Regions from separate parts of the Mus musculus genome. Here regions 1 and 3 are each linked to region 2. Evidence: chromatin contacts called from public HiChIP or PLAC-seq data. All regions are on one chromosome and are shown on one strand. The core of a region is the stretch at or near the end of the contact, and the rest is flanking DNA. Distances in the headings are between cores, read along the strand shown. Region 1 overlaps Iqck (IQ motif containing K). Region 2 has its middle 7.4 kb from the start of Gm34999. Region 3 overlaps Gm34762 (a long non-coding RNA gene).

What was found. HiChIP or PLAC-seq counts read pairs in DNA pulled down with a chosen protein or histone mark.
Region 1: a FOXA1 HiChIP or PLAC-seq map of pancreatic cancer cells shows a contact between it and region 2. The contact joins two enhancer-like sites. A contact is called at or near these places in 1 of 484 Hi-C or Micro-C datasets (embryonic stem cells) and 3 of 115 datasets of contacts at active chromatin or transcription factors (bone marrow-derived macrophages, embryonic stem cells and pancreatic cancer cells).
Region 3: a FOXA1 HiChIP or PLAC-seq map of pancreatic cancer cells shows a contact between it and region 2. The contact joins two enhancer-like sites. A contact is called at or near these places in 1 of 39 promoter capture datasets (liver) and 1 of 115 datasets of contacts at active chromatin or transcription factors (pancreatic cancer cells).

Annotation. Positions count from the first base shown.
Region 1 is chr7:118,886,089-118,888,788 of GRCm38.p6, reverse strand. All of the region lies in intron 4 of Iqck (IQ motif containing K), which reads right to left. Among named protein-coding and RNA genes, the nearest start is that of Knop1, 31 kb to the right of the region's middle. Within about 2 kb of position 1,313, at least 29 of the 459 cell types and tissues checked have an H3K27ac peak or open chromatin away from gene starts, as enhancers often do. A contact at or near this core is called in pancreatic cancer cells, where this site is marked.
Region 2 is chr7:118,251,187-118,253,886 of GRCm38.p6, reverse strand. No RefSeq gene overlaps it. Among named protein-coding and RNA genes, the nearest start is that of Gm34999, 7.4 kb to the left of the region's middle. Within about 2 kb of position 1,311, at least 141 of the 459 cell types and tissues checked have an H3K27ac peak or open chromatin away from gene starts, as enhancers often do. A contact at or near this core is called in pancreatic cancer cells, where this site is marked.
Region 3 is chr7:117,738,496-117,741,195 of GRCm38.p6, reverse strand. All of the region lies in intron 2 of Gm34762 (a long non-coding RNA gene), which reads left to right. Among named protein-coding and RNA genes, the nearest start is that of Gm34762, 19 kb to the left of the region's middle. Within about 2 kb of position 1,390, at least 44 of the 459 cell types and tissues checked have an H3K27ac peak or open chromatin away from gene starts, as enhancers often do. A contact at or near this core is called in pancreatic cancer cells, where this site is marked.

The DNA of each region.
Region 1 (2,700 bases), core at 64-2,563, 630 kb before region 2:
AAATTAAGCTAAGCATATCTCTGCTCACATGGCTCATTTCTTTGCAGTAATTACATTGCATAATGGGAAGTATTTCTTTCACCGATGGTCATGATGAATGTCGGCTCTGGAACCAGAGTCCTAGGCTCAGACCCTGGTGCTTCCTCTTAGTTGTCTCATAAACTAGATACCTCTCTGGACCTCAGTATTTTCAGTCACAGAATAGGGGAGACTAAGTCACCCAAATGATGATAGCACAAGTCTAGCGGAGCGCAATAGGTAGTGTTTGCCTTCTATGTAGGAGGCTCAGAGCTTGATCCCCAGCACCTCATAAAACTGAGCATACTTTAATCTCAGAACTATGGAGGTAGAGACAGGAGGTTCAGAAACTCAAGGTCAGCCTTGGCTACATACCTAGTTCCAGGCTACCCTGTGCTACATGAGACCCAGGCTCAAAACACCACCCACCACCACCCAAACAAGATCACGAAGTAAAGCAGTTGCTGGTTTGAATAATATATCCCTCGTATTTCCAGCATTGAATGCTTGGTCCCCAGTTTAAGGAGGCTTAGGGGTGTGGCCTTACGTGAGGAAGTGTCACTGAGGGCAGGTGTTAAAACCTTGATGACTTGGTACCATGTTGAGTTAAATCTTTCTGTTTCCTGCACACAAGTTTGAGATGTGAGCGCTCAGTTTCCAGCTCCAGTTGCCATAAACTCTGGAACCATAAGACTTCAAAATAAACCTTTCCTTCTCTAAGTTGCCTTGGCCTTGTTTTATCACAGTAACAGAAAGGTAACTAATACAGTCAGCCCCTGGCTAAGGAGCTACTGCAGTGACTGTACCCTGGCCCTTGGGCTGACTCAGAGGGTCTCTGATAGAGTAGATGGTCACAAAGCAGCCCCTGCTGTGAGTCATTAGTCACTAAAAAAATCATGTGATTAATTTGTGGAGTGCTATGAATCAGGGTGTGACTATTGAGACCCATCTGCTGCCTTGATTGGTTTGAGCTTGTTGGGAATTTCTCATCTTTGTAGATGAGAAAAGACCATTTCCTCCACCATCCTCTTAGAAAGTCACCTCCTGGAGTGAGTTGCTGAGGTTCAGCCACAGGGGAACTGATTGGCGGGTTGGCTCAGCCAAGGACTGGCTCTGACCTTGTAAGTGCAAATAAGACGTTCCTTCTTCAGACTGCAGTTTCCACCTTAAACTGCTAAGAACACCAGCTACACCACCAGGCTGTTCTCCAGAACCAATGGAATCTCATATACAAACAGTGAGTGAGGAAGGCTGGCCCAGAATAAAGGCAGTACTCATGCTTGAGAGCTGCTGAGAGCGTGAGTGTTCTTGCACACACAAAAGGTAATTACACGCTGTGTTTAAGTGTCTCTGTTCACACCAAATTCTTTGGTTGAAACCCTAGCCCAGATGGCGATGGCATCAAGGGGCGAGTCCTTCAGAAAGTGATTGGATTATTTGAGTAGAGCCTGGGAGGAAAGTGATTGGGTTATTTGATTAGAGCCTGGGAGGGAGGGAGACAGGCACTGAGAGGCTGCTTTTCCTAAAACGCATGGTCTCTTCACTTGGCCCACAGAGTAGCCAGACACAGGATGCGAGCCTGGCATGTCTGCTTTCATCCTGTGTCTCTCTTCTTTACTTTGGCTGAAGGCACAGAGGTAAATTACTGTCCCTGATCTCTCTCCAGCCACCTCATACAGCAATTATCCGATGACAGTGAAGCCACATTGAGAAGCATAAGTAATCGAGGCCTGGGGTTAAGACGGATCCTTATGTAGAAATACAGTGGAGTCAAAGACCAATCAGAGTCCACTTTCAACAGGCCTGCTTGATAATAAATGTCTCTTGTCCTCTGCCCCAGTTCTTTCTCTACTTAAACTTAAATGTTCACATCAGTATCCCCAAAGCAAACATAAGTTCCTGTACCTCTTTTAACCGCTCCTCTTCCCAGGGTGGGCATGTTGAATAAATCTCCCGTCTCTGCTTTTTACAATCACTTGTCCCTTTAACTGGGACAAGTAGATGTCCCTTTGTGGGAAGGGGTTGTGAGAGCCCAGGCTTTTGGTCCTAGAAACTCCAGTTTGGGATTAACAGCCTCATAAAAAGAGGCCCCTTGTTAGGACAGCCTAGGAAACAGACTAATGGCACCTTCAGAAGAGCATGTAGTGCTTGCCTGTAAACCTAGCACAGGGAGAGTAGGGGTAAGAGTATAGGAGTTCAAGGCCGTCCCCACCTACACAGTGAATTGGAAACCAACCTGAGCCGCATAAAACCATGTCTTGAAAAAAGAAAAGTTGCGTATGTCAGGGAAGGGAGTTGTACTATCCATGAACTGGGAAGTGGGCCGTCCCTGAAGCAGGATAAAAAGGGAGAAGATGGATATGTTAGCACACCCCTTTAATCCCAGCACTTAGGAGGCAGGGGCAAGCAGATCTCATGGTCTACACAGTGAGTTCCAAAATATCCAGGGCTACATAGTAAAACTGTCTCACCAAAAGGAGGGGGAAGAGTTGGAGGGGGAAGAGCTAGAGGAGCCAACACAGGAATGGGAAGAAATCTAAAGGCCTTCACCCCTGCTAGCTGAGAATAAAATACTCTTACAAATAATGTTATGGACCTGTGGCCATATCAAAATAATACTTGGTAAACTACTTGAAGAGGGAAAGATGTATTTGTCTCACTCAAGTAAAGATTTCAGCCCAT
Region 2 (2,700 bases), core at 62-2,561:
TTGTGAGCCACCATGTGGTTGCAAGGAATTGAACTCAGGACCTCTGGAAGAGCACTCAGTGCTCTTAACTGCTGAGCCATCTCTCTAGCCCCCCCCCCCCCCCCCCCCCGTCTTGATCTTTAAATAGATTTCATGGTTTGCTTGCTTGTTTATTTATTGAGCCAGGGTTTTCATCTGTATCCTTGGCTGTCTTGGAACTCGATCTGTAGACCAGGCTGGTCCTGGATTCACAGAAATCTGCTTGCCTCTGCTCCTGAGTGTTGGAATTAAAGGTGTAAGCCATTATGTCTGGCTCAATTTAAAAAGATACAAGAAGAAATTATAGTTATGTGAGTTAAGTCTAGCTATCACCTGGGGAAGTTTCACCCTCTGTAAGCCTCTATTCAGAAAGTAGGAACAGACAGAGTGACTTTGAGGAGTCAGCAGACAATAAATTGCCTATAAAGCGACAGCATCTCACTGTAAGTGGTGAATCCAAGGAAATGTTACCCAGTGCTATTATCCTATCACCCACACTCTCCTCTACTTCCTCACCTTTTGACTTCCGCTCTGCTACACTCTTTCTCTCTCTTCTTCTGGTGCTGTACATTCTCCCCTTCCAAGAGCTGCTTAAGAATGCTGGAGCTGGTGAGGACAAGGCACCGCAGGACAGGCCGATAGGCCCTGGGGCCCACATGTGGAAGGAGAAAAGTTCACCTCTGACCTCTCCCTGCACCCTCACCAGAAATAAAGATTGCTTGAGTGTGCTTGCACACATGGACAGCCTTGGGCTAAAGCTGGGCTTGCAGACATACAAGCTAGAGAAAGAGAAATACACAGGGTACCTTGGAAAAACATTGGGTGATAGCTGTGTGAACAGCAAATAGGAGGAGCTGCCAAAAGACTTTAGTTAAATAATTTGCATCTCACATACATCTTGATGCTAATTTCATTAGAGTCTATATGTTATCCACATAGAGTAGTGCCTGCCTGCAAGTCTAGCACTTGGGAGGCTGAGACAAGGCCAGCTTGGGCTGTGCAGGAAATACTCTCAAAAAGAAAGGAGAGGAGAGGAGAGAGGGGGAGAAGGACGAGGAGGAGGAGAGAGAGGAGGAGGAGGAGAAAGAAGAGGAGGAGGAGGAGCAGGAAGAGCAGGAGGAGGAGAAAGAAGAGGAGGAGAAAGAGGAGAAGGCAGGGGGGAGGGCAGGGAGAGTATCTTTGGGTAGCAAAGGGCAGCCAGGGGAAATCACCTCTCCACACTTCATGTTCTCCACTTTATAAGCGCACACAACGTCACATGAGTGCTCTTTATTTGTTTGGAGAACACAAAGGTGACCAGCCACAGCACGTCTTGTGCCCTGATTCACTGGAACTTGGCCTCTGCTGCAGGCTGAGGCAGCCTGGGTGGAGGTTTCAAATGTGTCATGAGGTTTCCCAGCCAAATTCCTCCTGTACCAACTTGAAAACCACTATAAAAATAGCCCTTACTGAGGCAGCCTGACCTGTGACAAAGGCTTCCTAGCTTGGAAAAGAACAAGAAAGCTGCTCGGTTTTATCACCACCACTCCCTTCTTCCGCCTCTCCTCTCCCCTCCCCTCCCCTCCCCTCCCCTCCCCTCCCCTCCCCTCCCCTCCCCTCCCCTCCCCTCCCCTCCCCTCCCCTCCCCTCCCCTCCCCTCCCCTCCTCTCTCTCTCTCTCTCTCTCTCTCTCTCTCTCTCTCTCTCTCTCTCATCTACACACATCTATGGAATGAATTTGTTGTGTTTTAAAAATCACCCTTAAAAACAAGAATTGAAGTCATCACCCTTAGACCCTTAGACATGAGTCTCCTGTTTGAGGATGAATTTCCACAGTTCTTAGTGTGTAGTTGGGGCTAATCCTGGGCCAGATGAAGGGTTTAAAAAGCAAAAGGGAATGCTTCTTTCTGTTTTGTTCACAGGATGGCTGGATATCCTGGTCAGGCATTTGGAAGGCCTCCAAGAAAGTCATGATGAGTAAGTGAGTTGGGCTTGGTTTGTGTTCAAGTCCTGAATTCAGGGCTTTTCAAAAGAAAAGGAAAACTCCAGGAACTTTCCTTTCCAAATATCTTAAAAATGTAAGGAACTTTTGTGGGTTAAAAAAAAAAAAAGATAAAAATAAGAGACTGGGTTCAGCTCAGTGTTAGAGTCTTAGTATGAGTGAGGCCCTGGATTCCATTCCTACATCAATCAAACAGTAGATTTAAGAAAGTAAATAGGCCAGGCAGTGGTAGCGCACACCTTTAATTTCAGCACTTGGGAGGCAGAGGCAGGCAGATCTCCAAGTTCTAGGCCAGCCTGCAGGTGAGATGGCTCATCAGGTAAAAGTGCTTGCTGCCTAGCCTGAGGACGGGAAGTCCATTCCCAGGTCCCAAATGTCAGAAGATGAGAACCAACTCCAGCAACCTGCTCTCTAACCTTCACACATGTGTATCCCAGACACATATAAAATATAACAAATGATGTAATTTTTAAATGCTGAAAAAAGAGAGAGCAAATAGCATAGAATTTGTGCTAGAGCTCACAAACTATATTTATTATATAGCGTAAAAATGCTGTGTGTGTGTGTGTGTGTGTGTGTGTGTGTGTGTGTGTGTGTGTGCGCATATTAAGGCTGGAACCCAGGGCTTCATACATGAAAGGTTACTGCTGAGTTACATTCCCAGCCCCTGTGTTGTATTTTGTTTATTTATTGCTTAAGGGG
Region 3 (2,700 bases), core at 141-2,640, 510 kb after region 2:
TTGCAAACTTTATATGCCCCAGTACAGGGAAATGCCATGGCCAAAATGTGGGAGTGGGTGGGTAGGGGAGTGGGGGGGTATGGGGGACTTTTGGGATAGCATTGGAAATGTAAATGAGGAAAATACCTAATAAAATATTTTATTTTAAATTTTATTGTGTGTGTGTGTGTGTGTGTGTGTGTGTGTATACAAGTGGTGGAAGGTGAGGAATGAGTCACAGTATATTAGTGACTTTCCATCTCTGTAGTTAAAAACCCAAGAAAGTCAATCTAGAGCAAGAAGGGTTTATTTTGTTGGGGAGGGAGTATCTTTCACAAGTTACTCGGTCATCTGCAATAAGGGAAACATCCCCTTTGACACCTGATGGCATGAACGGTGACACTGATACAGTTAGATTCTGAGTCGCTTCTTTGACAAATGTATGCTGAGCAGTTCTGCGAAAACCACAGAGATAAGAAAATCAAAGATGCTGCCTCTGCCTCCAGGTGCTCACACTCAGTGATCCACAGCAGCGGAGACACAGCATCAAGAGCCACTGAGCAGTAAGCAGCTCATAGCATTAAGCTTGCTCATTCTGTGCTGCAGAAAACGTCCCAATCTCGAAGCTCAGATGGGTGAAGACAGAGCCCATCTTTTCTGTAGCTGAACTTCTCAAGTTCACTCTCAAGCATCCGCCTTTTACCCTGGAAACCCGAATTAGAGGAAAGGTAGTCACTTTGTATTCTAAATGCAGGCTTTGGGGTCGAGTTTCTCTCTCTTTCTCACGATTCTTGCTATTCTGGTTGAATGTTCCTGAGGTGAAGTGCCAGGAGAAGCATCACTTCTGCCATCCCATGCCCCTCTGCTCTCTCTGTGCTCTTTCCTATGGTTCTACAGCAGCTCCTGGTGTTCTCAAGGATTCGGTCCATGCTCTCAACACCCCGGCACAGGGTGCTGTTTCCCACCACAACATCTGTGCTTTCCCCGCTGAAGCTCAAGGGCCTCTACCTACTTCCCCAGCACCACAAGGCTTTGAGAATGGTCTACCAGGTGGTCTTCACTCATGCAATCCTCTCAGCCATTTCTCCTCTCTGGCTGGATGCCATGTTATATTAGTAGCTTCCATAGAAGACATAAGAGGTTTCTATTCTGTCTGGAATCCTACCAGATTTATCAACGGGTCCTTCCTCATGCTGGACCACATGTATTCTGCTCACATATGGTCGATATGCACAAGCCAGATGTTCTTCCCCAAACAAACCAGAATCTCTCTGTGAAAGCCCAGCCCATCTGTGGTCTGGCTGCCGGTGAAAATTAATCAGCATGTTTGGCAGTATAGGCAGTAACGGCCCAAGTCCAGGAGTGACTCATCAGCAAAGCCCTGCAGCTTGAATCAGCATGAATTAGGATTCTGTGTCCATGTTCGTCAGGAAGGCTGATCAGTTGTTGGCATTGAGCAGAAGACTCGTGCATTGATTAGAGCTGCCAATGCTAAGAGTAAATTAAGCATGTCTGAGTGTCACCAGTGAGTTTGAATTTCAAGTTCCCTGAAAGCCTAGTATGCCTAAAACTAGAAGTTTTCTCGATTGCAGATTGAAAGAGCTAGACAGTTGGTTGATCTCAAAGTTCCCTTCCAGCTGGGGAGTGTTCGCTTCCACATCAGGAAGTTAAACAGAATCTTAATTCATCTCTCTATGACTTAATTTTTCTGCGCCAGGAGGGAACAGCAGCCCCCGCATGGTATTTAAGAAAAAATATGTTGATAATGCATCTATAAGTAGTTATATATAATAAATGTGGGTCCAAAGGATACCTTCCTTAATAAGCAAGTGAGGATTTATGGGCTCACTTTCACTCACATTGGGGCCATTATTTATCGCATATCAATGGTCTTTCTGCCCAGCAGACAGCTCTATGTCTATTAACCACTGTTTAAATGGCATCTTTAGGATTTGGGGTGAGCCACTAGCCTCCAAGCTCATTTGAAATTTTTCCATTGCTCATGATAATCTGATTTATGTCACAGGGATTGAATGAGTCATTCAGAGTCATGTTTTGATTCCCACTGGGATCCAACACAACTGAGGACACTTTGTGCATCCAACAAGGATCTCCATGAATGACCCGATTTTCATGATGGAGACAGGCTTGCCCATGAGGATGATGGTTTGTTAAAGGACTTTGACTCTGTGAGCAGACATCCTCTCCTAGTATCTGTGGTGTTGGGGCCCGTCACTTCAACGTTTGGGATCTTGCTTTTGTATGTCTGCTGAGTGAGGGTGGATATTCTGAACCTTTTGGTGGTTTCCAGAATTTGTTGTAGTTTTGCCTGTGAAGGACTTAGCATTCTGCCCTGCAAGAGGTGTTCTATATCTCTTGGTTTCTGTTATAATTACTATACCATACCTGAAGCTTTCATTGAGAAGGGCTACACAAAGAAGACAAAAGTCATTTTTGTAAGGAACCACATGTTAAGGTCAGCTCTGAGGTCCTGGAGTTTATGTTTGAAACCAAGAGCCAGGAAAATAGGAATGGTGGTTTATGACTTCATTTATCTTTAGGCAGAAGGACTTTAGAGGAACTTGGGGCACACTTTTCTGGGGACCGCCTTGGTCAGTCCTCTTGTTTCCCTCGTTGGCTAGCTCTGGGCATGGCACGGCTTGAGTAAGGACTTGTGAATGGTTTTTACATCTGTCAGCTCAAACCCCTTTGTACTCAAGG